Linked DNA regions of Mus musculus: all the other regions are linked to region 3. The links are chromatin contacts, called in public Hi-C and promoter capture Hi-C maps. All regions are on one chromosome and are shown on one strand. The core of a region is the stretch at or near the end of the contact, and the rest is flanking DNA. Distances in the headings are between cores, read along the strand shown. Region 1 overlaps Cpeb3 (cytoplasmic polyadenylation element binding protein 3). Region 2 holds the start of Kif11 (kinesin family member 11). Region 3 holds the start of Cpeb3 (cytoplasmic polyadenylation element binding protein 3).

The links. Hi-C and Micro-C count contacts between places; a contact is called where the count stands out from the background. Capture Hi-C pulls out chosen DNA fragments and counts their contacts.
Region 1: a contact with region 3 is called in a Hi-C map of cortical neurons, with 1.9 times the contacts expected there. A contact is called at or near these places in 14 of 39 promoter capture datasets (the C10 cell line, HPC-7-derived erythroid cells, the SN4741 cell line and 8 more), 29 of 484 Hi-C or Micro-C datasets (the AML12 cell line, B cells, the C2C12 cell line and 20 more), 32 of 130 datasets of targeted methods (the 230-238 cell line, the NIH/3T3 cell line, the SCID.adh cell line and 20 more) and 5 of 9 other capture datasets (adipose tissue, embryonic stem cells, liver and 2 more).
Region 2: a contact with region 3 is called in a promoter capture Hi-C map of adipose tissue. A contact is called at or near these places in 1 of 39 promoter capture datasets (liver), 9 of 484 Hi-C or Micro-C datasets (CD4 T cells, CD8 T cells, Th1 cells and 6 more), 6 of 130 datasets of targeted methods (the SCID.adh cell line, effector CD8 T cells, embryonic stem cells and 3 more) and 3 of 9 other capture datasets (adipose tissue, liver and pancreatic islet).

Annotation. Positions count from the first base shown.
Region 1 is chr19:37,030,693-37,033,677 of GRCm38.p6, forward strand. All of the region lies in intron 10 of Cpeb3 (cytoplasmic polyadenylation element binding protein 3), which reads right to left. Among named protein-coding and RNA genes, the nearest start is that of Btaf1, 110 kb to the left of the region's middle.
Region 2 is chr19:37,374,832-37,378,207 of GRCm38.p6, forward strand. Kif11 (kinesin family member 11) reads left to right here and starts at 1,551. Exons shown (of 22, transcript NM_010615.2): 1 at 1,551-1,836. The coding sequence starts at 1,763.
Region 3 is chr19:37,206,104-37,209,187 of GRCm38.p6, forward strand. It overlaps Cpeb3 (cytoplasmic polyadenylation element binding protein 3), which reads right to left and starts at 1,368. Exons shown (of 11, transcript NM_001290827.1): 1 at 1,192-1,368. Marchf5 (membrane associated ring-CH-type finger 5) reads left to right here and starts at 1,442. Exons shown (of 6, transcript NM_027314.3): 1 at 1,442-1,801. The coding sequence starts at 1,767.

The sequences.
Region 1 (2,985 bases), core at 484-2,983, 180 kb before region 3:
CATTATTACACATAAGTACACTGTAGCTGTCTTCAGACACACTGGAAGAGGGCATCAGGTCTCATTATGGATGGTTGTGAGCCACCATGTGGTTGCTGGGAATTGAACTCAGGACCTTCAGAAGAGCAGTCAGTGCTCTTACCCGCTGAGCCATCTGTTCAGCTCCTCTACTTTTCTTTTCCTTTTTTTTCTGTCCCTCTATCTTTTCTTGATAAAGAGATAAAATAGAAAAAAAGCTGGTCTCTCTGTCGGCCACCTAAATCACTTAGTTTTAGGGTATCAATTCAGCCATGACACTGATGACATCAGCATGGTAGGAACTGAACTCCCACAAAAGCCCAAATTCCCAAGTCCTAGGTAGAGCCAACCACACAGTCAAGTTGACCTTCTATTTCTAGGAGACTCAAGGACACAGGACATGAGCATGACATACAGAAATAGTTAGATCCACTACCATATGGGTTGACCAGGCCCAAGGACACAAAGTACCGGTGGTACAGTAATGCTCTCCGACAGGTAAGGAGAGCTGAGACAGAGCCTTGAATAGGAAGAGACTGCAGTAAGCTAATTATGAATTCTACAGACCAAAAGAATGTCAGACATCACAAAAATGATCTCAATGCTTGCTTTGTCTCTAGTGATCAAGATACTGACCTCCCAAATTAAGTAGACAAAATGCAGGAACTCCGAGAGGCAGAGAAAAGTCACTAGGGAGAGCATGAGCAGGTGCGGACTCCTCCCTGTGCGGGAGGGTTTGTAGTAATGAGGTGAAGCCCTGGCTCAGGTCAGCCGCAGTGTGGCTTATGTTCTAAAAGCTGTATTAAGGGTGACCACAACTGTATACCCTTGACAAGAGCTATCACTCAGATAAGCCAATCAGATATCTAGCCATCCTGGGGCACGTAAGGGATGCATCCAGGTGGCTGGAAGCCAAAAAAAGCAAAGATTGCAGATGGTGAAGTGCAGGTGGACAAGCCGGGGGAAAGAGGCCAAACGTAGACATGAACCAACCAGAAATGGATGTGAGGCTCGTCTCTGGTCATAATCATGTTGGCATGACTTTAGAATGGGGCAGGTCAAGTCATCTCCATCAGAGCCACACATGGAATTTCCAAGGTAGACACTGGTGGGGGTTGGAAGGGGGTAGGGAGGTGTGACAAGTAGGAACACATCAGATTCTTTAAGTACACTATGTGAGGGTTAGAAGAGAGCAGTGTTGTTGACACCTCAAGTTTAATATAATTGGAAAATATTCGAAAGTTAAGGATTAGGTATAGTGGTCCCTGTTTCCATACTGGCCTTAATGTGATTAGGGTATTCCATGATCAGGCCATGAAAGGCCCCTAGATCACTTAGTAGGTCATTTCCTATCATCTTGAACAACATGTCTTCTTCTTCTTTTTTTTTTTTTCCCCGAGACAGGGTTTCTCTGTGTAGCCTGGCTGTCCTGGAACTGACTCTGTAGACCAGGCTGGCTTCGAACTCAGAAATCCGCCTGCCTCTGCCTCCCAAGTGCTGGGATTAAAGGCGTGCGCCACCACGCCCGGCACAACATGTCTTCTAAGAAGAAACATTTAATGGGAGCACCTTTAACATAATGCACTCAAAACTTGGCTCGAAACAGAGACTCTATCCAGACTTAAAACCACACAGCCCCATTAATACTCCCACTAGTTACCATATCCACCCAGCACTAATGCAGGTGCCCTGCTAGTTACCATAGCCACCGAGAGCTAATGCAGGTGCCCTGCTAGTTACCATATCCACCCAGAGTTAATGCAGGTTTCCCACTAGCAGGCTGGCCAGGAATAACTAAATATAATGCTAAGTTTCAACTGTCTGTGAGTTGAAATCCCACCACTTAAAAAGCAGATGGCAGATGCCTAGGAAATGAAAGGAGTGATGTGCAAATAGATTTTTGCTAGCAACAAAAATCACCCACAACCTTCCAGATATAGCAAATTCACAGTTATTAATTTTAGAGATGCCCTGGGATAGACTGAAAAAAATCCGTATGGGGAATGGATTGGATTTTATTTTCTTTTGCTTTATAAAGGATAATAATTCTTACCATTTTTACAGTCTCAGGTACTAGGAGGTGAAAGGTTTAAAATGATCCTGATGTCATCTCCACAGTTCAAAATGCCTGATTACACAACATGGACCTCTGTGTTTTATTGGGCGTGGAGCTCTGTGAGGTCTCTGGCTTTAAGATCATTGCTTTAGACATAATGCATTTGAAAAATTCACTTGTGTACTGTGCCATGGCATGCTCACAGAGGTCAGAGAACAATCTGTGACAGTTGACTGTCCTTCCACCATGTGGGTCCCAAGGATGGAAGTCAGGTCATCAGGCATAGTGGTAGTTGTGTTTCATGAAAGACAGAAGAAAACCCACCTAGCAGCGTCCCTGAAAGCATCTGGGCTACTCCTGTCTTGCTTCTCCATGCTGCTTGGGAATGGGATTCAGATGTGAACGTAAATCAGCTAAGACTGTACCGCGTGGAGGACAAAAACCAAGACATTTGGTTGAAGTCTGGGAGCTAGATGACTGTCACAGTGTCTAGGCACAGAGCACGCTGGCTGAGCTAACTCAGGCCTGTTTCCTTTACCCCAGTGGGTGCTTATACAGCTCTTCCATGTAAGAATAAGCACCCGCCAAGAGACTGCTAGCTGGCTACCGCCACCTACCTGTAAGTTTGGAGACCCTGAGTATTGTGCTAAAGTAAACAGCTAGGAAAATGACGATGGTCTTTCTGGCTGGTCATCCCATAAGCCACATCTATACTCAAGTACGAGCTGGAAAGAGAGACATTGTTTTGATGCAGCTTCTTACGGTGCTGCTCTCAAAGTTGTGAGTCTTCTGCCTCAGCCTCCTGAGTAGCTGGAATTAAAAGGCCTGCACTACCATTTATAGCAAGGAGACCATATTCATCCTGCTAAAACAGGGTATTCACACTAAAAATGACTGGCAAGCCTTGAGAC
Region 2 (3,376 bases), core at 301-2,800, 170 kb after region 3:
GCACTCGGGAGGCAGAGGCAAGTGGATTTCTGAGTTCGAGGCCAGCCTGGTCTACAGAGTGAGTTCCAGGACAGCCAGGGCAATACAGAGAAACCCTGTCTCGAAAAAAAAAAAAAAAAAAAACCCAAAAAAACCAACAACAACAAAAAAAATCATGGGCTGGAGAGATGGATAAGAGCTGTTAAGAGCACTTCCTGTTCTTCCACAGGACCTGAATTCAGGTCCTAGCGCCCACTGTAGGTGGTTCACAACTGACTTTTTAACTACAGTTCCAGGGCATTCAATGCCATCTTCTGTCCAAGGGCACCACCACACACTTGGAGGACACACACACAGACACACTACCCCACACATAAATAAATAATCTTAAGCCACACCCCTCAAAAAAAAAAAAAAAAAAAAGCAAACAAGAAACCAGCCAGGACTGGTAGCTCATTCTTTCAATACCAGTATGCAGAAGGCAGGAAGATCATTGAGGATTCTCACAGGGCCAGCCTTGTGTTCAGAAAGATATCTTGTTTAAAACAAACGAATAAATAGCAAATGATGGACATAACACAGTTTGATACTAAACTGGAAATGTATGAAATGGACGCTTGAACTCCTGATCTTTCTGCCTCTGTCCCTATATGTGTTTGGTTTGCTTTTTAAAGGATATTTGCTGAGTGAATGCAGTAGCAGGGAGGAGAAAAAAAGGGTAGCAGTAGGAACATCGAAGGAAGTCATTCAGGGACGAGATTCAAAGTCTTGGAGGAAGGTGATTGCAGAGGAAGGGTCTGGTTAAAAACACGTGTTGAAGTGAGAAAGACTGGCCGGAGGCAAGGGTATAAAGATGTTCAATATGTTCACTTTGTGGGACATTTTGAGATAGCAGTGAGTCTCTGGGGCTAGCTTTTGTTTTGTTTTTGTTTGTTTGTTTTTGGAGACAGCGTTTCTCTGTGCAACCAGCCCTGGCCGTCCTGGCCTCGCTTTATAGATCAGGCTGGTCTGGAACTCGGAGAGCTCCTCTGCCACTCCTGCCTCCGAGAGTAGTTTACCAGTAGACAGTTGGCTTTGCTTAATCCAGAGGACCAGGGATCTGGAGTGCGGAAGGCGGGTATTTGGCGAGGTCGGCGGCGCTTTCTCTGATCCTCGCTAAGTTACATCGGAGAGGCTAAACCGCATTTAAGATCCCGCGAAACAGAAAAAGCAGCTCCGGAAACCCGATGAGGCGGAGGACTCGGCTTTTCTGTTTCCCCGGTCCCCACCTACACCTTAAACGGCCGAGTTGTTCGTCACCTCTCTACGGAAAGCGAGAAGCCTCGGAGGGCGGTAAGGACCCAGCGAATGCGGCGATGTAGGCGTCCCAGGCCCCAGAAGCCCGCCAGCGGCAGCACTGAAAGCTTGCACAGTGAACTTCGGACTACAGGAGCCAGCCTGCACCGCCATCCATTTCTTCGGGTCACGCCCCGTCGTCACCACAGTGACGACACGGCGTCCCATGATGCCTCGCGTGCCGCTCTGCTATTGGTCCGGTCAGTCGTCTCCATTTTTCAAAATTGAGGCGCGGAATCGTTGCTGATTTCGGAGCAGAGGAGGAGGTTCGTCCTGTCCGGCTTTTGCGGGGCGGCGGCCACGGCCAAGAGGCCTGCGTGGACCTCGGGGACGCCGAGCTGCGAGTCTCGGTCCTCGTGGCCTTGGCAGCACCGGGTGAGGAGAGGCTGCTCCCGGTTCTCACTGTGTCTGAGTCTCCGCTAGGCCGGCAGGTTTTGGCTCGACCGTCATGGCGTCCCAGCCGAGTTCTTTGAAGAAGAAAGAGGAAAAGGGCAGGAACATCCAGGTGGTGGTGAGATGCAGGTAAGGAGAGGCTGGGACGAGTCCGGACGCGGAGGCTTAGCTTTTGGGCTAGCCGTTCCGGAGAGCGATTTGTTTACCTTTCTGAAGGACACCAAGTCATCGGTTTCTGGGGCTCCCCGTGTTTTGTTCGGTAAACATGCTACCACGTTTAGTTCTAAATTAGGGTTTGTCTCGGGGGGGGGGGGGATGTTGGTGTTGGTTAAAGTTAAGCTGCAGTCACAAAGAATTTGATGGTTGCTCTTCGCTGAAAAGTGCGTTCCCTTTTAAAAGCCAATGTCGCCGAAAATTTAGCTGTCATTGCTCTGTGCTACCCCGTCCGAGTTGTCAGTTTGGGAATAAAGCTTCCTACTTACTTTGCATGTAGTTTGGCGCTCACCTTGGGGTTATTTCCACTTCGGAAAGACTAATAGTTCTTTATTCTGTGTGTTTGGTCCAATAGATGAAAGTAGGTTTGCTTTTAAAAGGGAACGCACTTTTCAGCGAAGAGCAACCATCAAATTCACCTCTAATAACCAAGTAGACATTGCTGAATTTAAGCTAAGCTGTAAAATGAGTTTATGAAACTCACGAGCTAATGAAAGTACATGGCTAAGGTGCAGCATCTTTTCTCTTTCTCATTTTTCTTCTTCTTCTTTTTTTTTTTTTTGGTTTTTCGAGACAGGGTTTCTCTCTCCTTCTTTCTTTCTTTCTTTCTTTCTTTCTTTCTTTTATCTGCCTTTGTTCATTGACCAAAAGACAAAATTGAGAGGAGGGAGGGTGTGGGGTTCAGCTCTCCCCGACTGACATCCAAATAACTTACCCAGAGTTTTTAATTTTTTTGAATTTTTGTGATGTTACCGAGGTTGGTCTGGAACTATATGTTAGCGTACTTTACTGTCTCAGCCTCTCGGTCGTTTAGCTGGGATTGCTGGGTGACAAGTGTGTGCCACTGTGTCTGCCTTTTTTTTTTTTTTCCTGAGACTGGCCTCAAACTCCGACTAGCTCCCTGCCTTAGTTCTGAGTTCTGGAGTTATAAGCAATTCAAGTTTCAGCTACCAGACCCAAGTTTTTAAACTAGGTGACGTGTGTGTGTGTGTGTGTGTGTGTGTGTGTGTGTGTGTGTGTGTGAGCAACTCTAGGCTTGCCAAAGATACTTAATTGCTGAACTCTGGAGTTTTAGTTACTTAATTTGGAACTTTCATTTTAATCAACAGGAAAGCAGACACACTTAAGAATTTAGGAAAAAAAAAATTAGGCAGATTTAGGCAGGCAGTTGTGGGGCACACCTCTAATCCCAGCATGTTTTACAGATCGAGTTTCAAGACAACCAGGGCTACAAAGAGAAACTCTGCCTCAAAAAATTTTTATTTTTAATAATGGGTATATATTCAGGTGTTTGCACACATACGTGAGTGCTTGTGGAGAGCAGAAGAGAGCACCACCTCTAAGGCCAGAGTTACAGGTGGTTGTGAGTCACCCCCAGGTGTGGGGGCTAGAAACAGAACTCAAGGTCTCTAGAAGAACAAGAAGTGTTCTTACCCTAAGCTACCCAACAAATGCA
Region 3 (3,084 bases), core at 118-2,617:
CATAGTCCTTGCCAAGGAAAAACTCAAACAAACAAAAGTAGCTTTGATGGTTACTGTTGTGGGATAGGGTCTCTCTCTGTAACCCGAACTGATTTTGAATTTGTGAAGACCCTCCCAGATCTGCTGGCCATGCCTATGCAGCTTTTTGTTTGTCCTTTTGAGACAGAGTCAAACTAATTAGAGTTAGAGGTTGACCTTGAACTCCTAATCCTTCTGCCTCCTCCTCTCCTGTGCTGGGGTTACGGGATTGGACGCCTACCATATCCTTGATTAATTGATTGATTGATTATTTATTTATTTATTTATTTAGCCTAGGCTACTCTGGAATTCATTATACAGACCAGGTAATCCTTCTGTCTCAGTCTTCCAAGTCTGGAATTATAGGCCTGAGAAACCACTCCAGGCTCAAATTTAAAGAAACATTTTCATTTAAAGAAATAGCAAACGTTTTGTAGAAGTTTAAAAAAAAAAAACAAAAAACCAAAAAACCGTAGGCACAACCAACGGAAAACTAGCAAAACATCCCACCAATCACAGCGCTAAACAATGCCACAGGTCGTCCAAATTACGCATCGGTTTAAGTCAACAACAGCTCGTTTCCCCCCTCCAAAGCTATCCCTTCCGGCGTCAGAGAAGACAGAGGCGTGATTTGTCACTTCTTCCCTTTTTGATCCCTCGGCCGGGATCCACCTGCTTAGAAGTGTCAAGGAGCCTTAGGAATGGTTAACGGTGACCAGCTGCGGAAAGAAACAAACACTCCTGACAACCCACAGCTGAGCAAGCAAGGGCTGTTTATTCAGCAGCGTGTCCCCTTTGGAGGCTGCCCGCAAGCCCTCGAAGGCTGGGCGACAGCACCAGAACCGAGAAGGTTCCTGGACAGGCAAAGTGGTTGCTCGCGTCCCACCCCCCATGCTCTCCTATGTCCCCAACACACACACAGAGGCGCCGGTGCGAACAGTCGGGTTACCCACACGCCCCTCCAGAGCAGCCCCGCACTAAGCCACTTGTCCCTCCCCGAAGATGGGCTCTGACGCGGCCGAGGCTGACCCGAGCGCCCGGCCTCGCGCCGCCGCGGCCCGGCGTACTTGACCCGGCCCAGAAACTGGCCCTCCACGCCGCCACCCCTCACCTGGCTCTGTCCCACCTGAGCGCGAGAGCTGAGGGGACAAGACGCGGAGAAGGGGCGCTGACCTTGTTGCTACTGACAGCGGAGCGCCACATGCTGCCGCTTCCCGGACAGCGGCCCGAAGGACATTTTTTTTTCCCCCTGGAGGAAGGAAACGGGAGGGCGCCGGCCCGGCGGCGGCGGGCACGGCGGCGGGGGTCCCGGCGGGCTGTGCAGCCTCTAGCGGGGACGGTCCGAGGACTACATCTCCCAGGCTGCTCCGAGCCGCCCCTGCGTCGTGACCCCGGCGCGCACGGAGGCGGCGACTCTTACCTCACAGAGGTAGCTCCTCCGCCGGCAGCAGCTCGGCGCCCCGGCGGTCCATGGACCGGAACCCTGGGCGGACCGGCAGGAACCCGGGCCGCGACCGCCGCCTCCCGGCCCCAGGCTCCTCCTCCTCACTCCCCGCCGCCCTCTGCGGTCGCCCGCCGGCCGCGCAGCGCCACCGCGGGCCTCTGGGAGCCACGCCGGGAGGCTGTGTGGCGGGTCCGCGGCCGCCGCGGGACTGAGGCCTACTCCGCCGCCTCTCAGTGCTATTGTCCCGGGGCCTGGCCCTGAGCGGGGCTGCGGGCGAGGGCCGAGCTCGCCGGCTCCGCGGAAGATGCCGGACCAAGCCCTTCAACAGATGCTGGACAGGTAGGAGCAACGTGGGGCCGGGAACTGCCGGCCTTCGTCCTGGGCCTGCCCATGCTGGCCTCGAGGCCCCGAGAGCGGGGATCCTGGCGTCCGCCGAGAGTTCCACGGCCCGGAGGCCGGGAAAAGGGCTCTGAGTTTGGAGGTGGCACTGGGGAGAAGAGCGGGCGAGAGGTCAGGGTCGTAGACTTTGAAACTTAGTTAAAGGAGGGAGGTCTACTTTGGCCGCCAGCCTGTTTGGGTTTTTTTTTTTTGGTTGTTGTTTTGTTTTGTTTTTTGAGGTGAAGAGGCGCTATTGTTAACCCATAGTATTAGTTTCTATTTCTCCCCCTCCTCCCCGGACAATGTAGTAAAGGGGTTGACAGCGACGCCACTGGGAAGTACCCGATTGTCATTCTGGAGACTGGTCCCTTGCACTTTCACAATGCAAGGATAGGCATTCCTTCTTTTAAAGCCTGGGTTTCGTTTCTCTTTCCAACTCCCCCACCACCCTCCCCCAATCCCATCCCTACCCCCAAACCGTAAGGTCAGAATATCCACAAGGGAGCCTTAACGGTCGGTCACACTAGAGTAGAGGTTATGGAAAACAGCCACAAGCATGCAACATTGAACACGTAGCACACTTGACGATCGCTAAGTTCCCAGACACGTTTGGGCTTGTACTGGGACCAGTTGCCCATTCCTGGGGTCTCCAGCCACTAAAACTCTTTGAGAAAGTCTACAGCACTGCCCTCTGCCGTTTAAATTCCAGCCAGTGAGTTTTTGGAAACTAAATTAAATCCACCTTTTCACCAAGGCAGCTGCTTGCTGTTCTGACCAATTGGTCGATCTAATTCATAATGTTTGAGGTTGCTTGCAACTCTAAATAGACTAACTGGCCACCCACTTCAGCAGGTGATGCTCTCAATGCACTTAAGATTCAGCTTTGAAACTTATTAAATGAAGGCCCTCTCTTGATTGAGGTTATAGCCATTAACTACTGGGGCTGGGAGGTGGGCATCAAAGATCCATCAGGGAAGGCAAGAAGTTACACCCTCATATTTTATGACAGGATTTAGCCTAAATCTCTGGTACTTAGCAGCTATTCTGCTACAACTAATGAACTTGTCCGTTTCTCCAGTTGTCTAGAAGTCTGGTCACTTCTCAAGTTTTCCTTTCATTATAATTTATCATACTTGACTAGATGTGTCATACTAAGTATGCCCAGAGAGATTACTGCCTGCCACATCGATTCCAGTTATATGAGACGCAATCCTTGTATTGCGTAGTTAATCATTTGCTCTGAT